Regions from separate parts of the Mus musculus genome. Here regions 2 and 3 are each linked to region 1. Evidence: chromatin contacts called from public HiChIP or PLAC-seq data. All regions are on one chromosome and are shown on one strand. Each heading gives the region's core, a stretch centred on a gene start, on an enhancer-like site or on the middle of the called end of the contact. The rest is flanking DNA. Distances are from core to core; before and after follow the strand shown. Region 1 has its middle 95 kb from the start of Pdcd1. Region 2 overlaps St8sia4 (ST8 alpha-N-acetyl-neuraminide alpha-2,8-sialyltransferase 4). Region 3 has its middle 140 kb from the start of Fam174a.

The links. HiChIP or PLAC-seq counts read pairs in DNA pulled down with a chosen protein or histone mark.
Region 2: a contact with region 1 is called in a RAD21 HiChIP or PLAC-seq map of pro-B cells, with 35 times the contacts expected there. The contact joins two enhancer-like sites. A contact is called at or near these places in 1 of 39 promoter capture datasets (frontonasal cranial neural crest), 2 of 15 datasets of contacts at CTCF or cohesin (large pre-B cells and pro-B cells) and 1 of 115 datasets of contacts at active chromatin or transcription factors (large pre-B cells).
Region 3: a RAD21 HiChIP or PLAC-seq map of pro-B cells shows a contact between it and region 1, with 23 times the contacts expected there. The contact joins two enhancer-like sites. A contact is called at or near these places in 1 of 39 promoter capture datasets (cranial neural crest), 1 of 15 datasets of contacts at CTCF or cohesin (pro-B cells) and 1 of 115 datasets of contacts at active chromatin or transcription factors (large pre-B cells).

What each region holds. Positions count from the first base shown.
Region 1 is chr1:94,145,396-94,149,127 of GRCm38.p6, forward strand. No RefSeq gene overlaps it. Among named protein-coding and RNA genes, the nearest start is that of Pdcd1, 95 kb to the left of the region's middle. Within about 2 kb of position 1,851, at least 18 of the 459 cell types and tissues checked have an H3K27ac peak or open chromatin away from gene starts, as enhancers often do. A contact at or near this core is called in pro-B cells, where this site is marked.
Region 2 is chr1:95,603,599-95,607,330 of GRCm38.p6, forward strand. All of the region lies in intron 4 of St8sia4 (ST8 alpha-N-acetyl-neuraminide alpha-2,8-sialyltransferase 4), which reads right to left. Among named protein-coding and RNA genes, the nearest start is that of St8sia4, 62 kb to the right of the region's middle. Within about 2 kb of position 2,068, at least 52 of the 459 cell types and tissues checked have an H3K27ac peak or open chromatin away from gene starts, as enhancers often do. A contact at or near this core is called in pro-B cells, where this site is marked.
Region 3 is chr1:95,448,996-95,452,727 of GRCm38.p6, forward strand. No RefSeq gene overlaps it. Among named protein-coding and RNA genes, the nearest start is that of Fam174a, 140 kb to the left of the region's middle. Within about 2 kb of position 2,011, at least 117 of the 459 cell types and tissues checked have an H3K27ac peak or open chromatin away from gene starts, as enhancers often do. A contact at or near this core is called in pro-B cells, where this site is marked.

The sequences.
Region 1 (3,732 bases), core at 601-3,100:
CCAAGGCTACACAGGTAAACATAATTTTGAAAAAAAAAAAGCAGAAACAAAAACAAACAAGAGTAGGAGAAATTATCTTGAGCAGAATAATAGTGGACCTGCTTCTAAATTGACAGCTTTCAGTTCTGGATCTTGGAGCTTCAAAAGTAGAGTTGGGAAAAAGCTAATGGAAAAGGAATTCTTGCTTATGTTATCAATCAATCAATCAATCAATCTATCTATCTGTTATCTATCTATCTATCTATCTATCTATCTATCTATCTATCTCTCTGCAATTATTGAACCCATTTGGTTGGGCGTTATTTGTCTCAGGTTGTATGTGCACTTGCTATGTAGCTGAGGATGAATTTGAGGTTCTCATTTTTCTTCCTTTACCTGCTCATTATCGAGATTATAGGCATGTAGTTCCATGCCCAGTTTACTCTGTGGTAGGGATTGGGATCAGGGCTTTGTGCATGCTAGACAGGTAGTCTACCAATTTAGCTACATCCCAAGCCTCTTCCTTTGCACACTTTTATGAGAAAGGGTCTTAGTCCACAGCCTAGATCCTCCAACTTCAGCCTTTGGGAGCTGGGATTATAGACGTGAGTTACCATACCTGACTGCATAAGGTATGCTAGGTTTCTAACCTTTTTTATCTTAGATAAAATCGGGATCATCTCCTTTCTATAGACTTATTTTTCTTCATTCAAATGTTCTCATTGTTACTATATGAATATTTTATAATCCCATGAATTATAAATTTACATTTAAATAAGGGATTAAGTAAAATTCATCTTTATGTTTTGAGTTGAAAAGTTTGCTAAGAATTAGTTACAAGTGAAATTTTAATGGCACATTCACCTAATTATGTAAATTAATTGTTTTTACCTTGCTTAGAAATACTTTAGATACACAGTATAATGTAATTGCTATTTATAAATACATAATAGATTTGAGCTATTTCAGGAATAAAAAAGTAATTCCTGTGTATTCATTAAAGCAAGACTTTAATGTAAGGCAGTTCAGGTAATGTATGCATCTGACATAATAAAGTTACCACTTAAAATTGTTTTGTATTTAATATCAATTATCAAAAGGATGAATACTTTTCCTTAGGTTAAGACTATTGCTTTTTGATAAAATGATAAAGCTATAAAGCATCAGTTTTTTCAAAGAACAGTAAAAGGTCAAGGGAGATTTTGAAGCAGTCAAGAGAGCAATTTATTCTATTAAGCTTTTTATAGCTAGAAAGAATACTTTAGATGTAACTGCTCCACGCTGCAGCATTATCCTGGCAAAAGATTAGGGAAAAAAAATACTAGAGTTTAGGATACTGATCGTGGAAACATTCTGAAGTAATTTCTCAAGCAGGGGCACTTGGATTATTTTAGACAGAAAACATTGCACAGTGTGAAAAGTAGAATCAACAGTGTCATAATTTGAAACAGTGGCATCGTACCGAATAATCTTAGATGACCTGTGGCTTCATTTGAGCTCTCGACATCAGAAGCACATCTTAATCTATAATATGAAGAACTTGGACCAGATGATCTTTTAGTATTAGTTCTGTTTCTAAAATGGCCTGTAAATGAAACATTACTATCCGAATGCTCAAAGAAGCTGTTATCATGTACTCTTGAAGAGTGCATTTACTGAAAACACTAAACCTTTGAGATAAGAGTTTATTCCTATGGTTATTTTGTTGTAGCATTTTATTCCGAGGAAGCTATTGAGCTCCCAGGATTGTTACTATTTAAGGAGAAGTTACTTTATTTCCTGGCTGAAGGCACGAAGTTTTATCTCCAAGCTTCATTCTGTTGGCACTTGAATTTCAGGAAGGAAACCAAAGCAGCTTTTGCTTTTGCTTTTGCTTTTGCTTTTGCTGTTGGACACATTTGGTACGGATGACTCCAAAGGACATAATCAGTTACACGGAGTGAGATGTTCAAGACTTTCCTTCCTGGGCACAACAGTTTTAAAACCTTGCCTGGAAGAGAAGTTTATTTTTCATAACAGAGCTGGCAATCCTTCTGTAAGGAAATTAGGTTTTTGTTGTCATGGCAACATGGGATTCCACACACCTGCTTCTCTTAGGTGATTGCTTATTGGAAGTGGGTGGTTACTGACATCAAGAAACTACAGCCAGATAACTTCTACAATGCCAGTTAACTTTGAATTTTAACACACTTTAAGCAAGGCTGAAGAGGTGGGTTACTGAGTAAAGCTCTTGCTTCCAGCACAGGAACCTGAATTTGATCCCTGACTCCATATGAAAAAGCTGGGGCAATGGTGGGAGGCTTGTAATTCTAGCACTGGGGAGGCAGAGACAGGATGCTCTCTGGAGGCTTGCTGGCAAGACAGTCTCTAGAATCTGTAAACTTGAGGATGAAATCCAGCCACCAACAGCTAATTTGGAGAATGATTGAGGAAGACACTTGGTACTGACGTGATGCTCCCAAGGTCCAGAAAGGGAAAACAGCATGCAGCCTGTCTCTGCCTTTTTGTTTGCAAATGTTTTATGTTTAATTGGAATGTCTTTGAGGAAATTATTCTAAGATTCATGTTGAATCATGAACAGGTGGTGGTTTATGATATCAGTTTAATTTCTCCTCATTGCCTTTTCATGAAAGACTTGACTCCCTTCCTTCCTTCCTTCCTTCCTTCCTTCCTTCCTTCCTTCGTTTCTTCGTTCCTTCCCTCCCTCTCCCTCGTTCCCTTCCTTTCTTTCTCTTTCTCTTTTTTCTTTCTTTCTTTCTTTCTTTCTTTCTTTCTTTCTTCCTTTCTTTCAACTTAGGGACTTACAAATGCAACCATTACATTTTTAATTTTTATATTTATTTCTGCCGTAGGATCTCATTTTAATTATCAAGTGTTTTGCTTCTGTTGAAGAGAACCCCATAACTTACAAAGTAATCATCACAATGGGACTTTTAAAAAATTCCTTAGAAACCAGATGAACTTCATTTACAGTAATTTAAAGCCAATTACTTTGTTGTGAAATATAACTTTTAGTTCAATTATCTTGCAATTAAAAACAAAGGTTCTTAATGATCAGTGCTTTTAGAAGAAATCTTTAGTGAGTATATAGCCACAAGTGATCAATTAAATGTGTCCATAAATTCCTTAATACTTCTATATCAATAAGTAGAGGCCATGGCCCTCCTCTTGTGTCCAGTTGTGTTCTGTGACTGTTCTGATGACAGAACCTGGGGAGATCACACTGTGCTTGCCTTCAGACTTGAATCTTGGAGGAAAATGGCCACTTCTAATGTCTGGTTTCTATGAGTGGATAGAAGTGAAGTTTCAGCAGATGTCCTGCATGGAGCCAGTGCCACTAGCCAGGTGTGGGTGAGCCATCTCAGAAGTCAGTTCAATAGAGACTCTACAAAACCCTTATGGATAATTCACATCAAGTCTGAAATGTGAGACTACACAATAAATTGCTGTTTTATGCAACAGTAAAAAGTTGTATGTACTGGCTGGTTTTGTGTGTCAACTTGACACAGGCTGGAGTTATCGCAGAGAAAGGAGCTTCAGTTGAGGAAATGCCTCCATGAGATCCAGCTGTAAGGCATTTTCTCAATTAGTGATGGGAGGGGGCATTGTGGGTGGTGCCATTCCTGGGCTGGTAGCCATAGGTTCTATAAGAAAGCAAGCTGAGCAAGCCAGGTGAAGCAAGCCAGTAAAGAACATCCCTCCGTGGCCTCTGCATCAGCTCCTGCTTCCTGACCTGCTTGAGTTCCAGTCCTG
Region 2 (3,732 bases), core at 818-3,317, 1.5 Mb after region 1:
GATAAAACCCAGAAGATGTGCCAACTTGTAATAAGAACACATGCTCCACTATTTTCATAGCAGCCTTATTTATAATAGCCAGAAGCTGGAAAGAACCCAGATGTCCCTCAACAGAGGAATGGATACAGAAAATGTGGTACGTTTACACAATGGAGTACTACTCAGCAATTAAAAACAATGAATTCATCAAATTCTTAGACAAATGGATGGATCTGGAGGATATTATCCTGAGTGAGGTAACCCAGTCACAAAAGAACACACATGATATGTACTCATTCATAAGTGATATTAGCCCAGAAGCTCAGAATACCCAAGATACAATTTGCAAAACACATGAAACTCAAGAAGAAGGAAGACCAAAGTGTGGATACTTTGTTCCTTCTTAGAATGGGGAACAAAATACCCATGGAAAGAGTTACAGAGACAAAGTTCAGAGCTGACATGGAAGGAAGGACCATCCAGAGACTGCCCCACTCAGGGATCCATCCCATATACAACTTCTAAACCCAGATACTATTGCATATGCCAGAACAGTTTTGCTGACAGGACCTGATATAGCTGTCTCTCGTGAGGCTATGCCAGTTTCTGGCAAATACAGAAGTGATGTTCACAGTCATCTATTGAATGGAACACAGGGCCCCTAGTGAAGGAGCTTGAGAAAGTACACAAGAAGCTAAAGGGGTCTGCAACCCTATAGGAGTAACAACAGGAGTAATAGTATGTACTAACCAGTAACCCCCCAGAGCTGTGTCTCTAGTTGCATATGTAGCAGAGGATGGCCTAGTGGGCCATCAATGGGAGGAGAGGCCCTTGGTCTTGCGAAGATTATATGCCCCAGTACAGGGGAATGCCAGGGCCAGGAAGCTTGAGTGGGTTGGCTGGGGAGGAGGGGGGAAGATATTGGGGACTTTTGGGATAGCACTTGAAATGTAAATGAAGAAAATATCTAATAAAAGAAAGAGCAGCAGGAGGAGAGAGACAGTCAGTTGTGAGTCAGTACAGCGAGTGCACTGCAGTGGAGTTGGCCTCTGTCATGACTGTATGCCCTTCAGTGAAGGTCATTAGAGGAGTTGAAACCAGAGAATAAGAAAGAGCCAGAAAATAGAAAAGTTGCTAGTTAGTTTGAGGTCAAGTAGAGCAATTTGGTGAAAAACTGAGAGCAACCAGATTGAGTTTTTAAAAAATAGTTTAACACCATTGCATACACTAGCAAGATTTTGCTGAAAGGACCCAGATATAGCTGTCTCTTGTGAGACTATGCCAGGGCCTAGCAAACACAGAAGTGGATGCTCACAGTCAGCTATTGAATGGACCACAGGGCCCCCAATGGAGGAACTAGAGAAAGCACCCAAGGAGCTAAAGGGAACTGCAACCCTATAGGTGGAACAATATGAATTAAGCAGTACCCCGGAGCTCTTGTCTCTAGCTGCATATGTATCAAAAGATGGCCTAGTCGGCCATCATTGCAAAGAGAGGCCCATTGGACTTGCAAACTTTATATGCCCCAGTACAGGGGAACGCCAGGGCCAAAAAGGGGGAGTGGGTGGGTAGGGGAGTGGGGGTGGGTGGGTATGGGGGACTTTTGGTATAGCATTGGAAATGTAAATGAGCTAAATACCTAATAAAAATGGAAAAAAAATAGTTTAAAATATTAAATCCAAAGAGTGAAAACCTCTCCTTTTCAATTTTTCCACTGAAATGCACCACAAATTCTCCATCTATTTTGCCTACATTGATGAACATACACTATAACTTCATAGCTTAAATATGAACAACATCCAAATGTTTCCTCTTCTTCTCAAATGAGGACTAAGAAATCTGCTTCCATTAAGTGTTTGGCAGTCAACAAACAGAAAACGTTCTGGGGTCAGCTCTCCATTATTCTGCATGTCTAATAAACACCATGCCATAGGAAAAAAGTGTCACAGTCAAATTGTCTTCCTCTGTGCAGTTGTATTCATCACATGATTGAAACAGTTTGAGTGTTTTTCTCAAGAGACATATGTATCTCTGTGACAGCTGCATTGCCACAATATGCTGAAGTGGCTCGAGTTGACACGCCACATCCTGGATCTCACATTCTAAATGACAGCTGGGGGATGCCAGAAGTACTTTCTCACAGTGGGTCAGCTCAGCATCAAGTATCTGTCTATTACAGCTCTCTTGGCCTCAGAAACAAAATGTGCTTGTACACATGACTCTAAGAAGCTCAGGTCATATCCTTATTACTCTGGTTCTGCTCTAAGTAGCTGTGACATTTCAGGACAAAATTTCTACGACTCTACAAGAACAACCTAGTGCCTTTCAGTACCACCATGTCCTGTGATTTATTGACTTTTTATGTGATCACCTTTGATTGGGGCCAAATATAGTATTAACACTACCAACATGGCAGATACAGTGGATAAATGCTGCTTTGTAGTACAAGCTTCAGATTGAAATCTCTGAATGCAGTAATGAAAGTGAGTGCCTGTGTGTGTGTCTGTGTGTGTGTGTGTGTGTGTGTGTGTGTGTGTGTGTGGAAGAGAGAGAGAGAGACAGAGACAGACAGAGACAGAGATAGAGACAGAGACAGAGACAGAGCAAACCTAAGACACAGTCTTAGATGATTACTGTGGCTACAACTAAAAAGCATGAGCCCACCATCACCAGTAGAAAATAATTCCCTATCTTAGTCTTTTGTCTCTTGTATAATACCAACTGGGACCACATAAGCCAACTACCTTACTAACTATAATTGGTCAACTGATCATAAGTTGTTATGTGTTAATACAAAGGCCATTTCTCTCCACTCTTCAGAGTTCCTCTTTGTGCCAGGCATTCAGCATTTAGGCCACTCACTCAGAGTACCTGCAAGAAAGATCTCTGCTATTCCTCACTGGCAGTGTGGTTTTTGCAGGATCCAAGGCCCTACTATCCTTTAATAAGACCCTAAATGACAGTATTTCTTTGAGGATTTCTTTAAAAGTTGTTCTTACCAAAACCAAATATTTTAGTGTTAGCTATAAAAATATGTTGACTTTAGATTTCCAAGCAAAAGTTTGAAAAAATATTCTCTCAATCAAAAGTCCTAAATTCCATCACTTACAGGATTCTAGAGGTCTTGGGCCATTTCACTTGGTAAATACAAACTTGACTTCTTGAGATTTTAGGTACTTGGGTTACAGAATTAGTCAGGTAGACCAAGAGATTGCAAACGTGCATGGCTGATTCATTGCCTACAACTGTAGTTTTCTGTCTAGAGAAATCTGAATTTACTGTTTATTGGTAGAAGTTTCAGAGCAGAGGTAGAGTTCTTGGTGAGAATTCCTCATCAGGAAATTGGGGAAACTTTAGATTAGCTTAATTGTAACAGGACAGGAGCAAAGCCCTGCCAGAGATCCCTAAACAAATATAAATATTGATGGAGATATAATTTAGACACAAAACAGAATAAAGACTTTGAAAACTGGATAGCCACTTGTAGGTACAGGATCCTTCCTCACTGTGTCTTAGTCTGTGACATCTGACTAACATCCTCCACACAATAAACTCTGTGTTCTATACACTTAGTCTCACTCCAATGCTATTCACTGACATCTGGCAAATCTTTCAAAAGTCTCAAGACTCTGCGGAGCCCAGGAAGATCTTTGTGAATGAGAAACTAATCTTTAACCTTCTTCTTCCTCATTTAAAACAATTTTCTTTAAGCTTGATATTCTAGATTTTTTCATTGCCCCTCCCACATAGATT
Region 3 (3,732 bases), core at 761-3,260, 1.3 Mb after region 1:
GGGGTTATAATTAGACAGATAATAAAATGGGGCTCCTATCAAATTTTTCACACATTTTAACACACCTGACAGTCTATCCAAAGGATGTGTCTCTCAAGACAGACTTGCTATGGATGGCTGGGTTTGCCAAACCACCAGAGCATGAAATCAATCCTGCTTATCAGCATCCAGCCCATGGAAGCATGCTTCTGGGAGCCGGAGTCCATGGCTCAGAGCTTTCTTTGGCTGTGCTCAAAATGAAGACAAAGATTGTGCACATCAATTCCACTTAATTAGCTTTTTACATGACTTACATTTCTCTTACGTAGGCTAATTAGAAACATGCTAGAAAATCAGCTCTCCCCCACTCTGGAGAGTTCACAGGCATTTCTGCAAACACACTCACTAAAATCAGCATCCTTAACTTCTCTGCTGCAATGGCTCAGGCTGGAGGGTAGTTCCCCATTGAGATACAGTTGCTGTACTATTAATTTTGTTCTTTACTTTCCTCTCTCCAGGAAACAGGCGATTTAATTCGCGAGAGTGCTCTGAGGCACCGTGCTTATGTTGTTGAGCAGATTTATGTAGTGCCTGTGTTGAACAACACAGTACTCTGACTTGAAATCACTGTGTTTTGCACTCATATGAAGTTAAATACAATTTTTCCAAAGTGTATTTAAATAAGTGCAGAGGGGCTGGCCCAATATCAAACAAAGTGATCTCCTGTGTGCCAACATTGTTTTCTATTTTTTAAAAAGGCACTATATGTTTATTGAAGATCTTTCATAATTGTTGAAGGTATCAAATATGTTTTAATAGATCATAGAATTAGTATACAATACTAAGAGCAACAAACTCTAACTTTATAAGCAACCATACTAGAAAATTTCAAAATGACACACAGCATGGATTGTAGTTTACAATTAGCAGATACAAGCAAATCAGTAATGTCTTTGTGGAAGGAAGTTGCCTTCCTCTTTCCAATAGCCCATTTAATTTGTAGTTTCACATAAACTAAAACTTAAGGCTTACTTCTTCTTTGACCACAGTATAACAATTTAAATTACACATCATGAAGAAGAATTGATAATATAAATTCCACACATATGGAACCAATAGCATCTTTCTGACATGGACTTTCTAACGAGTTTGAAGAGAGCCAGATACGTGGTGAATACAAACCAGGACACTTGCCCAGTAGGCTTCAGTGTCATGGACTCACATTCTCTTTGATATCAGTACTGATAGGATATTAGAAAAAGATCAATGACCTTTTGTACTCCAATCAAAATGTTCTATATTCATGAATCATTGTAGCTAAAAAAAATAAAAACAAAGACTACCAGAAGAAAGGGAATAGCAACATAAAAAATATACTCTTTAACATTTTTCTTCTCTCAATGAAGGACTGCTCACAAAGGTTGAGACTGTACAGGCTAATCGCGATGAAATTCTGTCCAAACTGAAGCAAGTAGTTTATCTATGTGTGAAAATCACTGCTTTTGGAATTTGAGAGGTCTAAACCATGTCTCTGACTCTCTGATTAATACTATTTGTATTCTCTGAAGCAAGAGACATTGAGGACATTTTGGAATTCAGATTCGCCAACTTAAAATAGATATAATAGCCTGCATTTTGAATCATTATTAAGGATAATATGTGTTTGTGTAGCTCAACTGTGGGAGGAGTGAATATACTTTGTACTTTAGACTCATCATAGATGATGAGCATTTCTTCTGCAGTATTTATCAGAGTTTTTCAAAGTTGGGCTTATCTCTTCATGCATATATGCTTCCGCATACACCTGATTCTTTGTATGCCTATAGGCTTTTTTGTAAGCTATAGTCTCCAAGTATATGGTATCTATGCAGATTTAATTAGTTGTGTGGCCAGTGGTTTTTGGTGTTGTTGCTGTTGTTTTGAAACTTAAACACAATTCTAGCTTGTGGACATCCGAGAAGGGCACTGAAAAGATTTTCTCCTCTCTGCTTCAGAAAGGCCAGAAGCAGGAAGTAAACAGAATTAGTTCAGTTTCAGCTACACAGATGCAATTTCCTCTTCTTGGGGATAATAACTATTCAAAGCTGATGGCTTTTAAAGAGCAAACTGTTACCCAATTTCCTTCCTCTTTCATCAGTTTTTAAAATGTTTATCTGTGGAAAACACTGTAAAGGCTTACACTCAAATGATCATGTTCCTTGTGGCCATTTACTAGTACACATCCTGCCCACAACTGAGAAAGCAACATCAGAGTGTTACTGCATGCAAAACTGTGCGAGGAAATGCTCCTGTGCCTTCTCACGCGTAGTGCTGACCACTGTCCCTCAGGTGGTTTTCTTGTCACTCCAGTGTTAAGGTGAACTTTATAGACAAAGGGAAGGTGATTAATTTACAAATTATATCGTATTATTAGGAGTTAAAAATCAAATTCTAATATTCCTACACAAGCTTTCCTGAAATGTTTTCTATGGAAAATGCTGAGACGATTTATGAACGCAAACTTACCTGCCCCACCTGAAATATGATGGCAAACCATAGGAACCATTGTGTACATAGATGAAATATTTGTCCTCTTGCTATAACATATTATTTCTAGATGCAAATTTCACTGAAGTAACATTATAACAATTCAGTCTTTGGGTACCTAATTCATGGTCATAGTTCACTGTTACATGATCATAACCATTTTTTCTAACTTAACCTAAGTTAATTCTATTGGAATACTAACTTACAAGCTGCAGTAAGTTTTAAATTTTCCTGTTTTCTTGTTCAATTTGCCAGCATTGTGAGCAGATCTGTATATTATGCACTCAGTACATACTCTAAATGTATTTGCATAAGGAGTAAGTAAATTAACAAATTAATGTTTGAAGTAAATGATAAAGCTAAAACTATTATATGTTTTTAGAAATCAGCAACAAAGCAAGAAATGCTACTTTGTTCTTAATTGTTCTATATAAATACTTATAATAATAGGTCGCCGGGCAGTGGTAGCTGTAATTCCAGCACTCCAGAGGCAGAGGCAGAGGCAGGCGGACTTCTGAGTTCGAGGCCAGCCTGGTCTATAGAGAAACCCTGTCTCGAAAAACGAAAATAAATAAATAAATAAATAAATAAATAAATAAATAAATAAATACATACATACATACATACATACATACATAAATACATAAATACATAAATAAATAAATACATAAATACATAAATATGAGGTCGACCAGTTGTCAATCCTTTAGGTTTTTGTTTTTAATTCATGTGATTAATAGATAGATAGATAGATAGATAGATAGATCTGTTCTTTTTCCTTTTCATCTTTCCTATAACACTTCAAAAGTTCTATCAATTGTGATAAACGATTTGTTTTATCATCTGTTTCTTGGAGTCACCAAAGTTCATACAATGTTATTTATTATTACCTAAGCCAGCTTGATAATATGTGTCTTACTAATGTGTTGACATTGCATTTGCTAAGACCTGAAAAAAATAATAATCCTAGCTAGCATTCAAACATAGAAGAGGGAAATCTCACAAGACCACACCATTAAATGAAGAGCTACAAGAAATTAATGGCTGCTGATGGAGGGAGACTACATCCTCTCTGGAGACAAACTTCTCTGCAATAGATTACCTAATCCCAAGTGGTCATTTCTAAAGACACACAAACACACACACACACACACACGCACACACACACTATATCTACATCTATCCTACATCTATCTATATCTGTATCTGTATCTATAAGCAACACTA